2 separate regions of the Sus scrofa genome follow, and region 2 is linked to region 1. Evidence: chromatin contacts called from public HiChIP or PLAC-seq data. All regions are on one chromosome and are shown on one strand. Each heading gives the region's core, a stretch centred on a gene start, on an enhancer-like site or on the middle of the called end of the contact. The rest is flanking DNA. Distances are from core to core; before and after follow the strand shown. Region 1 overlaps M1AP (meiosis 1 arrest protein). Region 2 holds the start of PCGF1 (polycomb group RING finger protein 1).

Evidence for each region. HiChIP or PLAC-seq counts read pairs in DNA pulled down with a chosen protein or histone mark.
Region 2: an H3K27ac HiChIP or PLAC-seq map of alveolar macrophages shows a contact between it and region 1. The contact joins the promoter of PCGF1 here to the enhancer-like site in region 1. A contact is called at or near these places in 2 of 5 promoter capture datasets (fetal skeletal muscle and liver), 26 of 47 Hi-C or Micro-C datasets (adipose tissue, alveolar macrophages, blood and 12 more) and 2 of 2 datasets of contacts at active chromatin or transcription factors (alveolar macrophages and skeletal muscle).

The regions. Positions count from the first base shown.
Region 1 is chr3:68,457,760-68,461,927 of Sscrofa11.1, forward strand. All of the region lies in intron 4 of M1AP (meiosis 1 arrest protein), which reads left to right. Among named protein-coding and RNA genes, the nearest start is that of DOK1, 38 kb to the right of the region's middle. Within about 2 kb of position 2,187, at least 19 of the 83 cell types and tissues checked have an H3K27ac peak or open chromatin away from gene starts, as enhancers often do. A contact at or near this core is called in adipose tissue, alveolar macrophages, liver and 3 more, where this site is marked.
Region 2 is chr3:68,538,843-68,542,951 of Sscrofa11.1, forward strand. It overlaps PCGF1 (polycomb group RING finger protein 1), which reads left to right and starts at 1,832. Exons shown (of 9, transcript XM_005674546.3): 1 at 1,832-1,980; 2 at 2,397-2,502; 3 at 2,649-2,801; 4 at 3,234-3,305; 5 at 3,428-3,533; 6 at 3,703-3,736; 7 at 3,834-3,920; 8 at 4,098-4,109. The coding sequence starts at 1,888.

The sequences.
Region 1 (4,168 bases), core at 937-3,436:
TCCGACTAGGATCCGTGAGGATGTGGGTTCGATCCCTGGCCTTGCTCAGTGGGTTAAGGATCCGGCGTTTCCATGAGCTGTGGCTGTGGTGTAGGTTGGCAGCTGCAGCTCCAATTGGACCCCTAGCCTGGGAACTTCCATATGCCACAGGTGTGGCCCTAAAAAGACAAAAAAGAAAGAAGGAAAGAAAGGACAAAAGGAAGGAAGAGAAAGGAAAGGAAGGAGGGAAGGAAGGGAGGAAGGGAGGGAAAGGAAAGAAAGGAAGGAAGAAAGAAAGAGAAAGAAAACGAGAGGAAGGAAGGAAGAAAAGAAAAAAGAAGGAAGAGAGAGAGAGAAATTGATCTGGAGTTCCTGTGTGATTCAGTTGGTTAAGGACCCAACATTGTTACTGCAGTGGCTTGAGTTGCTCCTGTGACTCAGGGTTGATCCCTGGCGCAGGAACTTCCGTATGCCACAGGCACCGGGAGAGACAGACAGGTAGAGAGACAGAGGAAGGAAGGAAGGTAGGAAGTGAGAGAGGGAGGGAGGAGGTGGGGGAGGTAGAGAGGAAGGAAGGAAGAGGTCTGGCCTACAGGTCAAGACCTTTATGGGACCAGGGAGGATGTGTAAGACTGGCCAAGAGCACCATTTTCTTTTAGACTTTCTATGTCAAGAGAGAAATATAGCTATTATATTTCTATGTGTTATATTATATGTGTTAAAGTGTTAAATTCTCCCCTTTTCTTTTTTGGTCTTTTTATGTTTTCAAGGCTGCTCCCACAGCATATGGAGGTTCCCAGGCTGGGGGTCAAATTGGAGCTGTGGCCACCAGCCTACACCACAGCCACAGCAACTTGGGAATTGAGCCATGTCTGTGACCTACGTCGCAGCTCACTGCAACGGCAGATCCTTGACCCACTGAGCGAGGCCAGGGATAGAACCCACGTCCTCATGGTTCCTAGTGGGATTGGTTTCTGCTGCGCCACGACGGAAACTCCAAATTCTCCCATTTTAAACATATTCCAATTGTGTAACCCTGTTTCAGGGTTGACTTCTGAGAAGGATTGCTTAGGCATTACTTTATTTTCAATCATGCGGCTTTCTTAGTCTTTCCCATTACTGCGGCCCTTCCAGAAAAGCCTAAAAAAGAGCTCAATGGTGAATGTCACTGCTTGTGGCCACAAGGGGGCAGAGTAGGTCCAAAAACAGAATGGGAATGCTGGCTGCCCCTAAACTGCAATGGACCAAGCCCTTTCTCATTTGTCATAAACACCCAGACACTCAGAGCTGTGCCTTCACTCCCATAACCTTTCTCATTCATAACCTCAGTGTGACCAGTCTCACTGACTGCCCTGCTCACCAGTCAGCATGGAAGCTCTTCTTCAACCCCCGAGGAGTGAGAAGTCTCCTCCCCATGCCTCAGGTCTGGCACATTTAGTTAAATTTGTGAGGAACACAGTACGGAGTTGGTATTATGCATGTTGTGATAGGAAGAAAGTCACCAAGACAAGTGATGGGGGGGAAAAAAAGAGTTTGAAAAAAGGAAAGCACATTCTTTTCTTACAATAGCAAATCACTTTGTTGACGAGAGAAAAGGAAGAAAATACCATTTTTTGTTGGGCCTACTGATTACACAGGTATCATCTTACTTTTTTTGCTTTTTTCTTTTCTTTTTTTTTTTTTTTTTTTTTTTTTTTTTTTTTGCTTTTTAGGGCCACAGCCATGGCATATGGAAGTTCCCAGGCTAGGGATCAAAGCAGAGCTACAGTTGCCAGCCTACACCACAGCTACAGCAACATGGGATCTGAGCCAGGTCTGCCACCTACACCACAGTTCTCGGCAACACTGGATCCTTAACCCACTGAGCGAGACCAGGGATCAAAGCCCCATCCTCATGGATCCTAGTCGGGTTCGTTAACCACTGAGCTGCAAAGAAAACTCCTAACTTCTTATGCCTCCTATAACTATGAAATATTTTATACTATCCCCACTTTTCCCAAAGTCACATAGCTAACAGCTTTCAAGCTGCGATTCAAACCCTGGGTCTTTCTGCTATATTCCACCACCTTTCATAAACTAAGGAAAAGAAAACCCTTTAGAAGAAACAAAGTAACAAGTAAATTAATATTGCCCAAATGGAGCCCACAGATATCCAGGGGGTGCTGGTTACAGCCAAATAGGATATAAATAAATAAGCATAACTTCCTGGACAAAGTTAGTTCTGAGTTGAATTCTGGAGGAGGTGCAGGCCGTAGATTGACAAGAGTAATAAAAGCATTAAGGAAGGAAGGAAGTCACGTGGCAAGGAGACCAACTTAGTTGAAACAGAAGAGTTTCAGGAAAAAGCAATGAGAGCTGAGGAGGAGGGAGCAGTTGTTAAACTCAGCAGGCATTTGCTAAGCCTCAGCTCTGCACAAGCTACTGAGCGGGGGGCTGGGGATGTAGCGTCTCAGCAGGAAGAGAAGAGGAGGGTGTCTGAGCCATCACAGAATACAGGAAGAATGGGGGTATCTGAGGAATAATGAATAGTAACAAGTGGTACAGGATGAGTAAAGGGAGTAAAGAAGCTGACAGCAGGAAGGCACTATGTGCTCTTTAGCAAAGGAAGGATCTGAAGAAACCATGCTTTAGAAACATTAGCTGGTAGTAAGAAGTACCAGAGAGGAAGGGATGGAGTTTGATGAAATAGCTGAGACGCTACTGCCGTGATCCAGGCACAAGGAAATGAATGCCTGGACCAGTGACAGAGAAAATGGAAAAGAAGTTCTCCCTTCAAAGTGTTCCAGTTTAGGAGTTCCTATCGTGGCCCAGCGGAAACGAATCCGACTAGGACCCATGAGGTTGCGGGTTCCATCCCTGGCCTCACTCAGTGGGTTAAGGATCCGGTGTTGCCATGAGCTGTGGGGTAGACGGAAGATGCGGCTCAGATCTGGCACTGCTGTGGCTGTGGTGTAGGCTGGCAGCTGTAGCAGCTCCGACTCGACCCCTAGTCTGGGAACCTCAATATGCTGCGGGTGAAGCCCTAAAAAACAAACAAACAAAAAAAAAAAAGTGTTTCAGTTTACACACTAGTCTTTAGCTTGGGTAATGTGACTGTCCTTGAGAAGGTCCCTGCAAAAACAGATGACTCAAATCTGAAGCACAACACCTCTACGGCGATTGCTTGAGAACTTTTGCAAAGGAAGGAGCTCTGCTCCATGGCTCTCCCAAGAACCTGTAGATTAAGAAGTTGGAAAGAACACTATATACAAAAATAAACTCCAAATGGATTAAAGACTTAAGTGTAAGACCCGAAACCATAAAACTTCTAGGAGAAAAACATAGTGCGCTCTTTGACATCAGTTTTAGCAATATTTTTTTTGAATAGGTCTCCTCAGTCAAGGGAAGCAAAAGCAAAAATAAACAAATGAAACTACATCAAACTGAAAAGCTTTTGCACAGTGAAGGAAACTGTCAAAATGAAAAGGCAGGCTACTGAACAGGAGAAGATATTTGCAAGTGATTTTCAGACGATATATCTGAAAGGGGGGTAATATCCAAAATAGCCAAAGGACCTATACAAGGACCTATATTAAAAAAATAAAAAAAAGAAACCATTAAAAATAGGCAGAGGGCCTAAATAGACGTTTTTCCGAAGAAACATACAAAGAGTCAACATATGAAAAGAGGCTCTCATCTTTAACATCACTGATCATCTGGGAAATGCGAATCAAAACCACGATCACTTCACACCTGTCAGAAAGGCTACTATCAAAAGGACCACTCATAAGTGTCAGCAAGGATGTGGAGAAAAGGAAACCCTTGGGCTCTGTTGCTGGGATGTAAATTGCTGCAGCCACAATGGAGAACAATATGGAAGTTCCTCAAAAAAATTAAAAATTAGAGCTATCACATGATCTAGCAACTCTATTCCTGGGTGTTTGTTCGAAGAAGACAAAAACACTGCTTTAAAAAGATAGGCACAACGTTGTAAATCAACTATGCTTTAATAAAAATTTTTCTAAATTAAAAAATAAAAATATATGCACCCCTGTGTTCATTGTAGCATTATTTACAGCCGTCAATATATGGAAGAAACCTAAGTGCCCATTAACAGATGAATAGATAAAAAAGAGGTGGGGTGTGTGTGAGTGTGTGTGTATACATGCACGTACATACATAGATATATATACAACAATATATGTGTGTA
Region 2 (4,109 bases), core at 582-3,081, 81 kb after region 1:
TTATCTAGGTTGATCACAGACGGCCTCATGCAGTAAAGACCGAAGGAAGAAAAGGGCCATTTGGATACCTAAACATTTCAAGTTGGGGATACAGTGGTAGTATATCCTGGTATATCTATGCAACAGGGAGGGGTCCACTGTGGTTGGAAAGACTGACCGTGAGAGACCATGAAAGGCCATGAAGACCACTGCAAGGACCTGGGTTTGTATTCTAATTGAAAGAGGAAGCTCTGGAAGGTTTGGAACAAAGTAAGACACCTGATTTTTAAATTTTAAACAACTTCCTTAAGGCAAAATTGATATACAATAAACCGTACGTATTTAAAGTGTACAATTTGATAAGCTGACATATGTGTACACCCATGAAACCACTAACACAATAAACATCCATCAACTAAAAAAAAAAAAAAAAAACTTTCCATGTATCCTTTTTTATTTATGTTTTACCAGAATCACTGTGAGCTACTATGTTAAGAATAGGCTAAAGAGGGGTAAAGGTAGTAGCAAGGAAAGCAGGCAATAAGCCTCTGCTGTCATCCAGAGAAGAGACTACCTATTGACAGTATCTCGACCAGGGAGGTAAGCAGTGGCTGTAGTGAGAAGTAGTTGATTTAAAAAAAAAAAAATCACTAATCTCATACCTTCTTGCCACTATTCACTCTAATTCACTCTGAAGATAAATGAACAATTATGTTTCTTTCATAGGATTAACTCCTTCCCTTCAAAAAAAAAAAAAAAAAAAACTCTTAGCTCCCTATTGTCCTCAGGCTAGAGTCCCAACTCAATAAGAAGACTATCACTACTCTCAAATCTATGCCTTGGTCTCCTTTCTGTCCCTCTCCGTTCATTTTCCTCCCCTTTGCTTTTCTTTTCTATTTCTAGCACTTCTTGCCCCACTCCCATCACACCCCCGGTCTCTAAACTATGCCCATACAAAGATCCACTTCTTCCAGAAAGCCCGTAGGAGGTCTCCACTGGGATCTCTCCCTTCTTGAGTCTCCAATTGCACTTGATGTTAATACGCCACAGTGCTCTTATTCTGTTCGTTTGTTTTTAATCCCTACATTTTAAAAAGTACCTAGGGACGTTGGTGTACCAAGTGTAGTGGCCCTGCGTCCTTTCCAAGCACGGGACTGGGCCTATGCTACCGCAGGACTCGCTGCCTCAGCGTGTCTGTGCGCGGTAGTGTCCTAGCCGACCTCCCCTCCTCCTTGGGCATCTGCTCTGCATTAGTCTGTCCCAGGCCTCCGCAGGCGCCGATGATTGAATCATCATCATTAACCAGGGCCTGCCCCCCCCATCCTCGGCGGCAGGGGGGAGAATGGGGGCGGGGGTAAGATCACTACCAAGTCTCTGGGGGTCCCTCCCTCCCTGCCACCCTCTCGGAGATTCCGCTAAGCCCCAGGAAACTCCCAGCTGTGGAGCCGGGAGAGGCCCGCCATCGGGATGAAGCTCCATAAAGCGGACGCGTCAAGCCAAGGAGGGCGACACTTCAAGCTCCCGAGGGGCTTCTTTAGCGGGGACTTCGTCACAAGAGATTGATGACCCTGAGCGGTGGCGGGCAGAGACCGCCGGGCCTTTTGGGGTAGAAGGCGGCAGTTTTTTGCAGGCTCCAAAAGTTAGTCCCGAAGTCGTGTAGGGTCTATTATGATGATTTCTATATGAGGTCAATGAGATAGGACCCCGGCCCACGCCCCCCCTCCCCAAGTACGGATTGAGGAGGGGGAGGGGCCAGTGGGGCTCAGGTGAGCACACGGGGAGAGAGGGGTATGGGCGGGGCCTTACAGAGGGTCAGCGAATCCGAAAAGACCTAAGCTGTCGTTGCGAGGCGACAAGTCCCGCCCCGCAGGCGGCACCGGAAGTGGCAGGCCGGGATCAGCCTTTAAGATGGCGTCTCCTCAGGGGGGCCAGATTGCGATCGCGATGAGGCTTCGGAACCAGCTCCAGTCAGTGTACAAGATGGACCCGCTACGGAACGAGGTGCAGGGGCGGCAGGGTTACCACTGTAGTCGGTTAGCTGTGGGAACCGGGGCCGGCTAGAGGACGGGCGGTGGCTGGCTGGGCGCCCAGTGCGCCTGCGCAGAGACAGGGTGCCCAATGCGCCTGCGCGGTTGCGGTCCGGTTGCCAAACTCCGGTCTAGGACGCCTGCGCATTGTGCAGCCTACGTCTCGTAGTCTCCCTTGGGAAAGGAAGATCGGGCGAGTTGGCTTGAACAGAGCCCCTGCTGTGCGCGGAGCCCTCTGCTGGGCGGAGGGAGAGTGTCAGCCTTGGGGAGCTAATCTGACCGCGCAGGGTGCAGGATTGGAGTGGAGTCTGATGAGAGGCGACTTCCAAGTTGTGAAGGCACATGGGATGGGGTTAGGGGAATGATCGTTGACAGAGGGTGTGTCTGCAGGAGGAGGTTCGAGTAAAGATCAAAGACTTGAATGAACACATCGTCTGCTGCTTGTGCGCAGGATACTTCGTGGATGCCACTACCATCACTGAGTGTCTTCATACGTGTGAGTGCCCTGGACCCTGGCTGGTTCTTCCAGGCCCTACTCCCCACCAAGCTAGCTGCCAGCTGCTTGCCCCAACCACCCAGGAACCCCGCCCAGCCCATGAACCCTATTTACGGAGGGCCTGAGAATCTGCTTTTCTCTTGCAGTCTGCAAGAGTTGTATTGTGAAGTACCTCCAAACCAGCAAGTACTGCCCCATGTGCAACATCAAGATCCATGAGACACAGCCACTGCTCAACCTCAAACTGGACCGGGTCATGCAGGACATCGTGTACAAGCTAGTGCCAGGCTTGCAAGACAGTGAGTAACCAACCTGACTTTGAGAGGCCTCTAGAGGACTGATGCTGGGTGGCAGCTTGAGGTGATAAGGGCTTTGGTAGGTAGAGAGGTTGACAGCTAGAAGGACAAAGAGAGGGAGGGTTTATTTATTTATTTATTTATTTATTGTCTTTTCTAGAGCTGCACCTGTGGCATATGGAGGTTCCCAGGCTAGGGGTCGAATCAGAGCTGTAGCTGCTGGCCTACACCACAGCCACAGCAACGTGGGATCCGAGCCACATCTGCGACCTACACCACAGCTCAGAGCAACTCTGGATCCTTAACCCACTGAGCAAGGCCAGGGATCGAACCCGCAACCTCATGGTTCCTAATAGGATTCATTAACCACTGCACCACGAAGGGAACTCCAAGGGAGGGTTTATTCTTTACTTCCCATATTCCACTCCCTTCTAGGTGAAGAGAAACGGATCCGAGAATTCTACCAGTCCCGAGGCTTGGACAGGATCACTCAGCCCAGTGGGGAAGGTATGTCCCTTGGTAGCAGGAGGATAAGGTAAAGCCCCCATAGCATTTCTCCTGCTCAGTTTTTCTCCCTGGGGAAAAAGTAGTATGGAACATGTGCCACCCTCCTTATTACTCTTTCTCAGAGCCAGCCCTGAGCAACCTCGGCCTCCCCTTCAGCAGTTTCGACCACTCAAAAGCCCACTACTATCGCTATGATGAGCAGCTAAGCCTATGCCTGGAGCGGCTGAGGTGAGGCTATCTGAAGTGACAGTGACAGTGAGCCGGAGCCAGGGAGGGGCTCAGGGAGAGGGCGAGCCGTGAGGGAGTGTCTGTTCCTTTGAAGAGAGTGTATCGTGGCTCTGGATGGGGGCCACGGGGAAAGGATAAGGTTCCCTAACCTGTGTCTGTTTCCCCCCAGTTCTGGCAAAGACAAGAATAAAAGCGTCCTGCAGGTGAGAGTGGCCGAGGGGAGGGCCTCTTTAAGGAGACTCACCTCCCCATGGCCCCTCCCTCACATACCTTGTCTTCTTCTCCCCACCCCATCCCCAGAACAAATATGTGCGATGTTCTGTTAGAGCTGAGGTTCGCCATCTCCGGAAAGTCCTCTGTCACCGCTTGATGCTAAGTCCCCAGCATGTGAGTACTCCCACAGTCTGGTTTTTTTGGTTGGTTTGGTTTGGTTTGGTTTTGGTTTTTCGTTTGGTTTTGTTGTTTTTGTTTCTTGAGGGAGGAGAAGGGGCTGAGAAGGGAGGAGCAGAGTTCTTGACCTGTGCAGAAGGAGAGTTCCTAAAACTGCCCCCATCTCCATCCTAGGTGCAGCTCCTT